Linked DNA regions of Mus musculus: region 2 is linked to region 1. The links are chromatin contacts, called in public promoter capture Hi-C maps. All regions are on one chromosome and are shown on one strand. Each heading gives the region's core, a stretch centred on a gene start, on an enhancer-like site or on the middle of the called end of the contact. The rest is flanking DNA. Distances are from core to core; before and after follow the strand shown. Region 1 holds the start of Cyp2j5 (cytochrome P450, family 2, subfamily j, polypeptide 5). Region 2 holds the start of Angptl3 (angiopoietin-like 3).

What was found. Promoter capture Hi-C pulls out the DNA fragments that hold promoters and counts their contacts.
Region 2: a contact with region 1 is called in a promoter capture Hi-C map of liver, with 2.9 times the contacts expected there. The contact joins the promoter of Angptl3 here to the promoter of Cyp2j5 in region 1. A contact is called at or near these places in 4 of 39 promoter capture datasets (hippocampal neurons, liver and pre-B cells).

Annotation. Positions count from the first base shown.
Region 1 is chr4:96,659,744-96,667,285 of GRCm38.p6, reverse strand. Cyp2j5 (cytochrome P450, family 2, subfamily j, polypeptide 5) reads left to right here and starts at 3,167. Exons shown (of 9, transcript NM_010007.4): 1 at 3,167-3,485; 2 at 4,012-4,174. The coding sequence starts at 3,276.
Region 2 is chr4:99,027,810-99,035,351 of GRCm38.p6, reverse strand. Angptl3 (angiopoietin-like 3) reads right to left here and starts at 4,398. Exons shown (of 7, transcript NM_013913.4): 1 at 3,853-4,398; 2 at 3,156-3,266; 3 at 1,985-2,099; 4 at 794-907; 5 at 428-523. The coding sequence starts at 4,347. The region is part of intron 14 of Dock7 (dedicator of cytokinesis 7); the gene reads left to right.

The DNA.
Region 1 (7,542 bases), core at 1,918-4,417:
AGTCCCAGTTGATTCAGAACTCCTCCAAGTCCAGCTTTCTCTCTGATCCAGTGATTCCAGGACCCTGTGAACCTGAGATTCTGGGTGTGTCAGAGTTCTTGGCAGTCAAGCTTCCTCTGAGACCCTGAGATACTGGTGTGACCAAGATCCTGGGATCCTAAGATCCTGGGCATGTTACAGAGCCTGGATGTGGTATCTCCTCTGGGGACTGTTGGGCTATCTGTTGTGCTCCAAACCAAGGTATACCAGTATCAACCAGAAGGAACTTGAGGTGTTGGTTGGGTGAGTTTCCTGTGTTCTGCTGGCACAGACCCATCACTATTGTTTTGGAACAGATGTGTCCCACTCACCAGTGATTCTAAGATCCTGGGCTTGTTAGGGTGCCTGGGAAGTGGAGAGTCCTCTGGGGACCGTGGGACTGCCCACTGAGTTCGGGCCTAAGGTCAAAATATTTTCTTAAAGTCTTTGAGAATCTCATGTAAGGTGTTTTCATCAAATTTATCCCTTTCCAACCTCCTCTCAGATCCCCATTTCCTTTTCATTCCTACTCATTTTTGTCCTCATATTTTATTATTTTTTTTAAAAAAATATCAAGTCCAATTTGTACTAGTAATGTAAACCTGGATATGAAGCCACACACTTCAGTATCATTAAGCTAAAACCTGCCATACTCTTAAAGAAAACCATCTCTTTCTCTCTACCAGCAGCTGTCAGTTGACAAAAACTCCTTAGCTACATGTGGGATATGATGTCCACCTTCTTTCTGTATGCAGAAATTTGACTGGCTTGGGTTTGTGAAGGTTTTGCACATTTCTTCATAATACCTGTAAGTTTGTAGTACAGCTGTACAGAGAAGATTGCTTTGTTGTAGTCATCCACTGCATCTGGCTCTTACACTTTCCTACAATGGTCCCTGGGACTAAGGACTCTGCATTCTTGTTGTCTTTGTATTCTCTCTTTATGTCTCCTCCATTTAAATCTCCATCCTTATCCCAGTCCCTGGCATCCATGGACTCTGAATAGTTTTGTGACCTCTGTGGCTGTGTCTAACGATTCAATGCTAGCATCAACAAATGAGAAAATGTTACATTTGTCTTTCTGTTCTTGTGTTACATCAGTCAGAATATTTTTCAGCTCCATCAACGTACTTGATTATTTAATAGTTTGTTTTTATGAACAACTGAATAACATGTCATCATATAAATATACTCATTTTCATTATCCATTCATCAGTTGGTGGGCATATATGCTGTTTTCTGTGCCTATAATGACTAGAACATCAATGAACACAAATGTGTAAGTATCTCTGTAGTAAGATTCAGAGTCATTTGAATATGTGCCCAAATAGAAACTATTTCTAGCAGACCTATTTCTAGCTTTTTGTGGAACCTCCATACTGAATCATGTAATGGCTTCACCAGTTTTATTTTTGCCCACATCAAATAAGTGTTTCCCACCCTATATTTGTTCAAACATTATTTCTTCATCTTCTTCTCCTCCTTTTCTTCCTTCTTCTCTAGTCTTTCTTTCTTTTTCTCTTTCTTTCTCTCTTTCTCTCTTTCTTTCTTTCTTTCTTTCTTTCTTTCTTTCTTTCTTTCCTTCTTTCTTCCTTCCTTTCTTTCTTTTTCTTTTTTCTTTTAGCCAACCTGATTGAAATTAGATTAAATCTCAACGGGGAATTTCTCAGGGCAGGGAATGCATCTCAATGGCAATGTAATTGTCTAGCATGCTCAAGGCCCTGGGTTCAAGCTTTGAAAGGTGTAAAATAGTAAGGGAGAGAGGGAATGAAAGAAAAAGTAAGTAATTAGAAACAAGACATTCAATTAAAACACATCTGAGAACCTAAAAATATTCAGTGCTAGGAGCTTAGTAAGATCCTGTGTTATCTTTAAAATACTTCCATAAACAGCCATATTTGTCAGTGTCAGTGCTGGGTGACACATAATAATGTTTAACCGGTGTTCCCTCAATGTGAGCCAATGCTATCAAGTTCATCTCCTGCTTATGCTACTTTGTACTATAAACCTGACAAAACCCAATGTCATGTAGGTCATAGGTCCTAGGCATGAATTGACTGCTGTACTTTAGCTGTATTAATTTGGCACCAAACTGCCTTGTAAAAATCTATATTTATACCCACAAAGGAAAGGTACTCTCAGTTAATGAGTAACAGTGGATACAGGCACTTTTAACTGCTCAAGTTCCTGAGAGTATAGGTCATTTGGGTGCTAAAATCTAAATGGGATCTTTATACTATTCCATCTAAAGCTAAGAGACTATTATTAAATGGACAGAAAATCTTAATAGAGTTGGAAGACTGCATGAGAATTTCAAAATGCTATGTTCTGAACATGTATTGTCCATAGTAATTATAAACTCATAGTATCTGTGTTTGCCTGGTGCACTGGGACTGCATAGGACTATACCTAACAATGCCCAGTCATGGATAGGAGAAGGGCTGAAGGGGCCTTATCTCTCCCTAATTAAATATTGCCTACTGATGGATGCTGGGAAATGAGAACATCATTACCTTCAGATGTGAGCTCATTGGTGGTCCCACTATGTTCTGTTGAATATTTACATACTTCTGTTCCCACAGGAAACTCTGATTAAACTCAGTGGGTAACAAACAAAATGGTACGCCATGAACATAGAAAAAGAAAAGAAAAACAAAACAAAATGAAAAACCCCCAAAACATAAAAAGAAAAGAGAATGTTGATGGGGTCAGAGAGAAAGAGAAGAGTGGCAGAGTGAGAGTAAGTCATAATGTAAAATTTATATATGAAGAACTGCCAAAGGAAATAATTTACTTAGTAAAAGACCATCCCCTGAATAACTTATACCAACTTCATGATCCTAAAATGTACAGAGCGTATGTAAAGAGATGAGTGCCCTGAAAAAATCAGCAGAAATGTCTGTTTACCAGGCAGGTTATGGTCACTGGGTAAAATGCTGACTGGAAAACAGCAGGTCAAAGACTGGGGTCTGAGTATGAAAATCATAAACCTAGGAATCTCCCTGTCATCCAAAACAGTTCTTTATAAGTAAGCAATTTCCCTCAGTGTGGTCTATTCCCACCCGATATTGACGATTTCTAGAAATAAATAACCAGGCTGCTTCACCCAACAGTGGGTAATCCAAGCCACAGCAGGGCTTGTACTTGGAAGATCATCAAGGGGCAGGAAGGGGTGAGAATGTCCACTGTAACCCTGTCATAGAGAGCCTACTGTTCCCCATTTTCTTTTCTACAGAGGAGTGTGCAAGGATCCCAAATATGATTATGTTTTTGAGCTCCCTGGTGACCACCTTCTGGGAAGCACTCCATCTCAAGACTCTGGTACTGGCTGTTGTCACTTTCCTGTTCCTGATTAACATCCTCAGAAGCCGTCACCCCAAAAACTACCCACCAGGGCCATGGCGTCTGCCCTTTGTGGGCAACTTCTTTCAAATAGACACTAAGCAAACCCACTTGGTGCTTCAGCAGGTAAGATGGGGCTGAGAGTGTCTTGTCTGTATCATGACACTAATCCAAAATTGCAGGGTTGGTAATATTCCCAACAGCCCAGACAGGAGGACAGGGCTACAGGACTCTAAAGCTTGTTCTGTGCATCTGCTAAACTCACTACAACTTCTGTCTCCTCCAGTCAATAGACTCCATTATTTTTCCTTTTAAAATGTTGGCACCATGAAAGTAGTACCTGTTTTGTAAACCTGTTCCACTGCTCTGGAGTAGTAGAGTTTTTGTTTGTTTATCTAATCTTGTATATTTTATTTGGTCTATTGTTTCTTAAAGAACTTAGGTCAAAAGGACTCACTTTAAGTTTACATCTTTTTCTATGTTTATTTACTTACTTGAATGGGGGATGTGAGCTCTCCACAGAATAATTTTCATGTTCTCACAAAAACATATAGAACTTCACTATAAGTCCACTAACACACATGCCTGACATTATTATATTAGATCCTCAGACATTCACACACTTAACTCTGACTATTGAAATATTTTACAGTTTGTGAAGAAATATGGGAATGTATTTAGTCTGGAGTTGGGCCAATCACCAGTGGTGGTTGTATCAGGACTGCCTTTAATCAAAGAAATGTTTACCCACCTGGACCAAAATTTTGTGAATCGCTTTATGACACCGGTTAGAGAACGAATCACAGGTAAAAATGGTAAGTTTCTGTCGTGGATAGCCTTGGGGCTAATTATATTTGATGGTAATTCTATTCTCCTGTGAGTGGTTTCGAACAAAGAATGAGTCAGCACTCAGGTGATTTCCTGTAAACCTGCTTCCCACCTTAATTTGTAAAATAAAGGGGAGCTGATGATTGGGCAGATAAAAGGGAAAGTGGAGCAGAAGGTGGGGGAGAGAAGAAGGAGAAAATGGAAGAGGGAGAGGATACAGAGGAAGAGGAAGAGGAAGAGGAAGAGGAAGAAGAAGAAGAAGAAGAAGAAGAAGAAGAAGAAGAAGAAGAAGAAGAAGAAGAAGAAGAAGAAGAAGAAGAAGAAGAAGAAGAAGAAAGGCAGAGCAGAAGCACATGGCCTGGAGAAACTGCAAGTTCTAAGGGATCTCATAGAAGGAGAAGATGGTAGTGTAGCCATAGATCTGTCCAATCTAGGCACACAGCATGGATTTATATTAATTGTATTGTGTTTTCATTGCCCTGGCATAATTAGGTTGGAGAGATTTACTGCAACAAGTTTCTTGACCACAGTAATGTTCACTTTATATTTTTTATGGTGTATTACACTTACCTTGTCATCCACAACTGTATAAGAATTGGTAAGAAATTCCATTGTGAAACGTTATCATTTTAAAGGAAGCTGCCTGCATTTCCCGATGGAGAGCCATGTGTTGTTGGCTTCTATGAGGAATTGTAACTAGAAAGGTAATAAACAGGACCACAGAGTGCTGTCTGAAATGCCTTAAATTTGTAAAGTAAAATAGTTGTGTTTAAGGTGTTTTAGTTTAAAGTAGAGCTAGAGAGTCAGTATCAACAGTTTTGTTGTAAGGGTTTACAATGTTGTAAGGGTTTACAATGCTCAAAAATTAAGGTAGATGAAAGAAGAGGTTTTCAACCTCATGTTCAAGATTTCCAGTATTTCAAGATATGGTAAGGAGTGGGTGAGGGAACACCTTCTTAGAGGCAAAGGGGAGGGGAATTGGGTAGGGGGTTCATGGAGGAGAGACAGGGAAAGGGTATAACATTTGAAATGTAAACAAAATGATTAAGAAAAAAAGAAAGTAAACTAGCAAGTTTATATAACCTCTTTCAAGACTATTGTATACTTTTGCCTGCAATAGATGTCTCCTCATAAGCTAGTATTTCCATTTCTTGACGTCTTTTCTAAGTTGTATATATACTTATACTTATATAGATAATTACATGCATGCAAAGTAAGGCATGTGAGAGAACATGTGCATGTATTTTTCATTCTGAGTTTGGTCATCATCTTTAATTACATTTTCCAAAAGCATCAATTTTCCTGACAATCTCATTTTACTTTGCAACTAAAGAATATTCTAGTTTGTATATTTATTGCCTTCTCATCTCCATTAATCTGTTGACACTCCTCTGGGCTGCTTTGCTATCACAAGTACAATAACAATAAACATGGAAATTAATATATATCTATGGTAGGTAGGTATGGTGGTTTGAATGAGAATAGATTGCCTAGGCTCATATATTTGAATTCTTGGACTTCAGTTGGTTGAAAAGTTTGGGAAGGATTAAGAGATATTGCCTTGTTGGAGGAGTGGTGATCACTGGGGACTGGCATTGAGGGCTCTAAAGATATCTCTCTCTGCCTCAGGCTTATGTCTCAAGGTGTCAACTCTTAACCACTGCTCTAGCACTATGCCTGCTTGCCTAATGTCATGTTCCCTGCCATTATAGTCATAGACTCTAACACTCTAAAGATATGAGCTCTTAGTTCAATTCTTTTTTTATATATAAGTTTCTTTACTCTAACTGATTTATCACACCAATAAAGAAAGAATTAATACAGTAGTTATATGGTATTCTATGGGTATATTTCCAGGATTAAAATATATAGGCTATAAAGTAAACCACATTAGCTATTTGGTTTTGTACTTTCAAATCTGTCATTTTTTTCTTCAGTTTTGTGGTGGATACAGGCGTAAAATGTAATTGATAGAGAAAGCGGAAACCATACAAAATGGTCAATTGCTTTAGAATAGCCAGTCTAACTGGAAGAAGTCCATTGAGATATATAAAATTGGCACAGGGCAAATGCTTGCATATAATATAGCTGAATGATGCTTTTATTTCTGAGTTCATTAGAAAAGAAGGTTATTATTTAATTTTTAAATGTATTACAATTTGGTATAAAGAAAAACAAAGAAAATGTATAAATATTGACCAATAGTACCATTGAAAAGGAGAGGAAAGACGGGTAAAAGTTACTGAGGGGCCATGTAGGGTAAGCTTGAAAGGTCTTTCTGTATCTGATGCTAGAAATGGCCTTTTACTTGGATATCAGATGCCACACCGACATTGAAGAATATTGTAAAGCATTCTAGAATTAAAACAAACAAATATATACAGAGAGAGAGAGAGAGAGAGAGAGAGAGAGAGAGAGAGAGAGAGAGAGAGAGAAGAAGGAGGAGGAGGAGAAGGAGGAGGAGGAAGAGGAGGAGGAGGAGGAGGAGGAGGGGGAGGAGGAGGAGGAGGAGGAGGAGGAGGAGGAGGAGGAGGAGGAGGTACAGATCCGCCTTCAAAGGATTGTCTGAGGAGACACCTACATCTTCTCCCTTCTCTTTCTCTGTTCCTTTGTTTCAAATATTCATCTTTCTTGCCTTGTGAAACCATTTATATAAAATTTAAAGTTTTCCTTATGAAGACTTTCTCCTGTAAAGCAAGAGTATATACAGTATATACTCTAGTGTACTCTTGGTGTTTAGTGTAACATAAATCCATAAGTCATTACTTAGAATTATGTGACTTTTGACAAAGTGTGGTCTTGGCATCAGGATCCCCTGAGTTTTGTATACTTATTTGGCAACTAGCTGTTCTAGTTTGATTTCTATTGGTTTGAAAAACACCATGATCAAAAGTATTTGAAAAAAGAAAGGAACATTTTCTGAATATGCATTTGAGTTATAGCTCATTATTGAGATGAGTCAGTGTAGGAACTGAAGCAGATGCTGAAGTGGAAACCATGGAAGAACAGTGCTTACTGCCTAGCACACTGGCTCTTGTTCAGATAGTCTTCTTATACATCTAAGGCCCACGTACCCAGGAGTGGCAGCACCCATGTTGGCCTGGAGGCTAGAACCTCATACATTTATTATCATTCAGTAAAGTTTTTTCACAGACATGAATAAAGGCCAATCTGTTTCACACATTTTTTCCTATTGTAGTTCCCTTTCCATGGGTAACAATAAAATCTAACCAGGACGTCCATCAAAAATATTGGACCTCGGTGGTGCTGACAGCCTCATGGAGTTTCTGTTTTAAATGACATAGAGAAACTTTACTGAAGTTCTTGATGCTCTAAGATGTCAGTAATATTAACC
Region 2 (7,542 bases), core at 3,149-5,648, 2.4 Mb before region 1:
GGAGGCAGAGGCAGGCGGATTTCTGAGTTTGAGGCCAGCCTGGTCTACAAAGTGAGTTCCAGGACAGCCAGGGCTATACAGAGAAACCCTGTCACGAAAAACCAAAAAAAAAGAAAGAAAGAAAAAAAAAAAGATAATTATAATTGCTAACATGTATAGTTTTTACCAATCATTTTTATGAAGGCTGCAGTTTGTTTTTGTTTATTGTTACATTTCCACAGCCCATTTTATAATTGTTTCTTATTTTATAATTCTTTCTTTTGAGAAGAGGTCTCAATATGTGGCCCAAACTGGCCTTGAGCTTTCAACCCACCTGCTGGGCACACCCCCAACCCCTAAAGGGCTGTGATCGCAGGCCCATGTCAGTGCAACCAGCTAATACCGTTAAATTTACAAATAAACGAACAATGCAAGGAAATCACTTTACCATCGAGCCTCCCAAAGCCCTTTTCGTAGTTTTCCCATGTTTCGTTGAAGTCCTGTGAGCCATCTTTCCGGTGTTGAATTAATGTCCATGGACTGCCTGGAGAGTGTGAATGAATGTAGTTATTTTTAGTAGGTTAAAGTTGACGGAGGAAAAATCACCCGTTTTGAGTTTGGTTTTAGCTTTGGCTTTGTGAGTTGATTTATTAATTAGATACTATATAGTTAAGATAATATACTTTATCATTTATTATGATCCCAGATTTGCGTGAATAACCATTTTCTGTGAGTTGATAACAGGCTTAGTTTTGATAATAGGTATTGAGTATCTTGAATTCACTGTAACGTATTCTTGTTTCCATGGGTTTACCTGATTGGGTATCACAGTAGACATTAAACCCTTGGGAGTTTCTTGGTTTAATAGTGTACACGCCACTTGTATGTTCGCCTCTGTTATAAACGGCAGAGCAGTCGGCAGGAAGGTCTAGAATTGACAGACATTATTATGTAGTATTTTTGAATAGAAGTATCTGTAGAGCTTACAGTTTTACTACTATTTTATGGAATTGATGTGAATGTTCAGTAATATTTATGCTAAAGCTTGTCTATTGGGTGAGAAACTATCCAAGTAACATTAAAATAACATTTCCAACTTACTTATTTTAAAAGAAAGTGGAGAAAATGAGAATTTTAAAAAGCGCTATCTTGTGAGAGTGAGTACGAAGTGAGAGTACAGGGAGCAGAAGCTCAGTGCAGGGTTTGGATCTAACTGGAAGCAGCAGGTGTGGAAACGGACTGTACAGGAAGAGCCCGCATAGGCATTTCTCCTGTGTCTGTTACAGAAACAAAAACAACTGCTTGGAATGTGTTGTTTTCAGCAGTTTGGCTGGAAATAGTGACTTTGTTTCTTGGAACTTTTATTTTACCTGTGAAAGATTTTATGCAGTTAGGAAAGTAGAATTTTTGAGAACTCCATGATCTTTTGGGTTTTAGAAGTGCATGTTTTCTTTGTACACATGAATATATCTGGTTTGTTGCTTTAGAAAGTAATCTTTTTAATAGATTTTGTTTTGTCTTGTTTATTCTTTTTGAGTCTCACCTTAGCTCAGGCTAATGTGGAACTAACTCTGTAGTTAGGCTGCTCTCAAATGCACATCAGTTCTCCTCCCTTACCCTCTCAAGTGCTGCAGCTATGAGCCACCGTGCTCTGACTAGAAAGTCATTTTTAAATATGACCTTTGTGGCTCTCCATATGTCTTATAAGCATAAGCTTATTCCTTTTCTATACCTATAGTATCATTTTATATCTATGAAATTAATAACTCCATGTTTTTATATCAGCTTCATAAGAATGTCATTTATAGTGTTAAAATGGGAAGAAAGAAAGAAAGTAAAAAAGAAAGTAAGAAAGAAAGACAGACAGACAGACAACAAGCCAGGGTCCAATTAAATTAACATTTGGTGATGGCATTTGCTATATATAAATTTTTACTCTTATCTAGATCAGATCAGGTCTTAAGAATAGGGAATTTTGTAGAGAAAACTGCCCGGATTATCTTACCATCTTGTTCTGTATTTTCTGTTTCGTTCAGTTGAAGAGGGGGAGTAGTTCTTGGTGCTCTTGATTTAGAAGAAAGAGAATTTTCTGAGGGTTCTTGAATACCAGTCTTTCTGAGCTGATAAAAGAATACAAATCTACTTTTAAAAATGCTGTTGTATATGCAGTTAGGGAATGCTGGGTAAGTGTGTCAGAAGTCAGCCAGGGGCACAGTGCTTGCTGAGCATGTGCAGAGCCCTCGCCCCGTTCTGCGAGCAAGCAAAGAGGAAGGAACAGTGCTCCCCACACAGACTGACATTCTGTTCTTGAGACAGTTACTCAAGAGCATTATTTAATGAATAACACAACTAAGAGAATGAAGCAAATGAAACGAGAGACATTGACTAAAAGGAAAAGAGCCAGTAAGGCTATGTGCTTTGCTTAAATATTTGAATATATTCTCTTTTCAACAGTATGGATTACAAACTTAGCTAACTTTATTAACTTGTGTTTGCTGAATACGCTGTTGCAATGGTCAGTTCCAAAATATTGAGTTCCTACAATGTGTTTATACAGTATTCTGTATAAAGGGTTTAAAGAATCACAGGTTCACAGATCTTCCAGTTTAATTGAGGGATAGGCAAGAAATAGCTTTTTATTTATGTTAAATATAAAGATATTACAGAGGGGAAAACAATGTAGTAACTTTGGGGAGGCCTTTTATTTTCTATTTATTGGCCTGGGACAGCTTCATTAAGCATTTCGTATTTCATAAAAGTGTATAGGAAGTGCAGATACTAGGGGGAAAACCAGGAATCTAGACAGACACCACACAGACGGAGGCCTTGGGAGCAGCGTGTTTGGTGGAGGTGAAGAATAGCGGGGAAGCTAGTGAGATAATGAAAGGCCAGGTCATTGCAGGTTCTAAGAGTGACTGTGAGCAAGAGAGGAGGCTGTGTAGAGACTTCAACCAGAGCACGTTCATGACCTGATTTAAAGTTGAATAAGATCATGTTAATGGAATCAGACATGGATTGCCTTTTCTCACAGTTCAGTGAGACAGACTCTGCTGTTTTCTGTAGGACGCATTAGGAGCTGCATGGCATAGGTTAGTTGCTTAGTGGTACAGAAAGTCTTGCAAGCAGATAGTTCCGTCAGCTGGTGCAGCAGTCTGACATAGCAGTAGGCTACTTACCTGCTTTTCTATTTCTTTTATCTGCATGTGCTGTTGACTTAATTGTTTATACTGTTCTTCCACACTCTGGAGGAGTTCTCTTATGCTGTTGTCTTGCTGTTCTACAAAACTCTGAACACAGATTGTAGTTTGTTTAAAATGTCCTCTGTCTTTTTTGTTGACGTTTTTATTTACATATAACAGCCACCTAATTTTTAAGCTAGTAGTGGGTTGTTAGAAAAGTGAACATTGGCTGCCATTGTCCTATGCTTTTTTCAAATAATATACCATTTTGCTACTGTATTTTAAAATTGCCATATCTAAAACTTTCTGAATTTTATTTAAAGTAAGATAAACAATGTTTCAAAGGAATTAGAATATGCCATTTACTATATTAATCTATTGTTTGTGGAAGAATAGTTTTAAATTTTTTTTTTACAAAAATTCACCTCTAGTAATTATCAGTAGCATGATAGTTGAATGTTACAAAAGTACTTAATTAAATGAAATATAAATTTTAGCTCTTTTCAAATATAATGTTAGCAAAGCAAACCCTGAACTGAAGTTCCAGTGGATAATTTTATTTCTTGAAAAAATTATTTCTTGGAAAAAATACGTATGTTAATGATCTAGCAGAGTATTTAAAAGAGTATGTCTTTAAAATGTATTTTTAAAAGTCCATATTGAAAACAATCAGAGTGCTGTGATTTCTACTTACTTTGAGTGATGTTACTTCTGGGTGCTCCTGAGCCCCAGCTGGGCTTAGAATTAAGTTGGTTAGCTGCTCCTCCAAAGCCCTGACCTTGTGTTGAAGGGCTGTCTTCTCTTCCAGCAGACTCTCAAGCTTTGAGTTCAGTTCTACTGACATGTTCTTCACCTCCTCGTTTTTAACTTGTAGTGTAGATGTAGTTCTTCTTAGCTCCTTTTCCTCTTCTTTGATTTCATTGGTTCGAAGTGATAGGTCATAAAAAGACTGATCAAATATGTTGAGCTTCTGAAATATGTCGTTAATTTGTCCCTTAGTCTTATGGACAAAATCTTTAAGTCCATGACCCAGCTGCAGGAGGCCATTCGCTAAAATTTTGACATCATCCAACATAGCAAATCTTGATTTTGGCTCTGAAGGTGCAGAATCAAATGATGAAAGGTCTGGATCCACTCTGGATGCAATTACTAAAGGAACAACAAAAAGGAATAATTTAATTGTGTGCATTTTTTGTCTCAATTATTCAATTTTAAGCAATTTGGAACTTCTCCCTCCTGTAAGGAGACCTGGACCTCTTGACTTTATATACACGGCTATTTGCTGCATGCACACACAAGGTTGGCAGGAGAATGGAGTTAACCATTAAGCTGTGCTAACTTGCACGAATGTAACCCTCCCCCATGTTGAGTTAGATCAATGGCAACTGAAATCAAGGAAATGAGCAACTAATAGGAGGTAATTTTCAAAATTGTTAAAATAGTTAAATTTGCTGTATTGATAATTATTCTTTCAGGATAAAGGTATTTACCTGTTTTTAAAAGATCATTTAAATTTTTTCTTACTATAAGAGATTTACAAATAAACCTTAGTTTTTGATGGATTAAGTTTGTCATTAAACTTAAGTGTGAGTTTCCTTAGCTTGAGGAAAAATTAAGCATCTGTAACCCTGTTTGTAGTTTGTTTATCTGGAAACAGCAACCACTCCCCAAGTCTTTCCAAGTTGTTGAGTTAGTGCTGCGGCTCTCAATGCTATAGCCTCTGTTTCTGTCGTCGGATAAGCTAGCATGTAACTATGTATTCACTTGTCACTAGACTACTGCTTACTGTCCTTATTTCACATGTCTTAGCCATTCTTGTATGTTAATCAATAGTTATTTTCCACCTTTCCATGGTTTTCATGTATATATGTCATAGACATGCATATATGTATGTGTGTGTGTATATATATGTAGACAGATGCACATGCATGTGAAGTAGCAGTAGACATGTGATTGTTTGAGTATAAACTAGAATTAAATTCCAATTCTCCCAGTAGCAGAGGTTTAACCATCATTTCCTGAAGTTTGTGAGCTTAGTAACAATTTTCTTACTACAAAATTTAAAAAGATTTAACAAAAGTAAAGATTAATAGTATGTTTAAGAGTAAATGTTCCATTGTCTACAATTGATATTAGAAGTAAAAATTATAAGAACTTAAATTATGGGTGGTTATCCTTAGTATTAATACAAGACATTTGGGGAAATTAACATAATTACTAAGAGTGTGACTCTGGAACCACACTGTTGTCTGGTTCTAAAAGATAGCTCTAGTGTTTTGGCTTTAAACAGTTATTTAATTTCCCCCTTCACCAGTTTCCTCATTCATTGGGATAGCTGCACTATATAATTTGTAGCTTTGTTTTGTTTTGTTTATGACAGTCCTATTTTGTAGCCCAGGCTAACATCAGATTTGTGGTGATTCTCCTGCTCTAGTGCTGGGATTATGGTCATTTACCACCATGGATTGGGGTCAAGTTCATAGCTAAAAAAATTTTTATGTGTATGGGTGTTTTGCCCTCATGTATGTGCATGTACCATGGCAGGTAAGATGATGACGTTGGGTCCCCTGGAGTTACAGAAGATTGTGAGCCACCATGTTGGTACTGGGAGTCAAACCCAGGTCCTTTAGAGAGCAGCCTGTGCTCATATATGCTGAACATCTTTCCAGCCCTCATGTATATGGCTAGGTTTTTTTGCAAAGAAAAAAAATCAATATAAAATGTTTTAAATTAAGTTGTCAGGCAAATTTTTACAAACCACATCTTTTCTAAAATTCAATTCATATAAATTCCCATTCCTATCATAAATGGAGGTTCTCTGTTGATTGATTAAGTATTACAGGTTTGACTGTAATGGTTTCTTTAGCGATGCCAGTTAAGTATTGGTTGTGAGCATGATTGTGGAGCAGGACCGCTGGATGTGGAATCTCAGCCCGCTGTTCTTTAGCTCCTCCACTCTTGGTCACATCATTTACTTTCTCTGCTTCCTCTTTTGCCCAGTGGAAATAATACTTTACTTAGGGTTGGGAAAAGATTAAAGTTAGTATTTTTAAATCACTGGAATCTTTCTTGCTGTCTAATAGGCACTACATATATCAGCTATCTCTTGTAGTTAGAAACAATGTGGTTACATTTAGAATTTATTGGTGAAGAGTAATGCTAAAATTATTTAGTCATTGAAATTTTCTGATATTTAGGTTTTAGAGGTTTGTTTTCTTGAATTTTGGTAAGGAATTGTATCTTTTGGTTAGCGTATATATGTGTGCATGCTTTCTCTTTTTGGGATGTGTATGTGGGTGGTAGTGGGGCTTGAATCTGGAAGCTTAGCATATAAGGCAAGCACTTTTCCACTGAACAGTTCCGCAGCCCACTCTGTGTACATTTCCTTAAGTATGCATTACATAATTATATAAATACTTTTGGATGGAAAAATAAACAAGCATGTACGTATATATCCATGCAATAAACACAAAACCAAATCAGTTTCATGTTAAAGTGTGTTGGGGCTATAGTGAACAGTCACGTTTTCTTCTTTCATGGAAGAGTTAGTGATCCTTGGTCATGCAGGGCATGTTTCGAAACTTCTCTTAACCAAGCTGTCAGCTTCTGTGGTTTAAAACGATTGACCTTGGATTTCCATCCACCTAGTTGAGGTACATGATGAGCCAATCTCTCTGCTCTGTTACACTATGCATTTTTTCGTAAATGATTATTAATTTGGATCTTAGCTCCTTTGTACTTTGCCTTGTGCCTTATAGAAATATTAAATATTTATGGGTTGAGTAAGAGTTTTTCATATATCAAGTGTAAGACACACATAGCAGGTGCAAATCCCTTTAATATAGCAGCTTTTTTTTTTAAAGGGACTATGAAGAGGGGACCCTTTTTAAAAAAAGAAATTAATTTTATTTTATGTGCATGAGTGTTTTACTTGCATGTGTGTCTGTACAGATGGGCATCAGATCCTATAGGACTGAGTTAGAGACTGTTATGAGCTGCCATGTGGGTGCTAAGAATCAAACCCAGGTTCTCGGGAAGAATAGCCAGTGCTCTTAACTGCTGAGCCATCTTTCCAGTCCCCCAAAAGAGGCCCTTTAAATAAAACCCTGATCAAATATAGAAAGAATCCCAAAGAAAATCAAGCATTGTTAACCAAATTCAATACTTAACTTAAGAATTCCTGTTTCTAAGAGTTGCCATACAAAGTTTCCTAGCTCTACAGGACTCGAGGACACTCAGCAGCTCTCACGTGCTTCGGTTCCAGCGAGCCACGGATGCTGCCTGCTTTCCCAAGAGTGTGTAATATTATGGTAGCATGACTTCCAAATTAAAAATGAGGTATTTTGACTCTTTAAAGAATGCTTTTTTATTTTATGTCTATGAG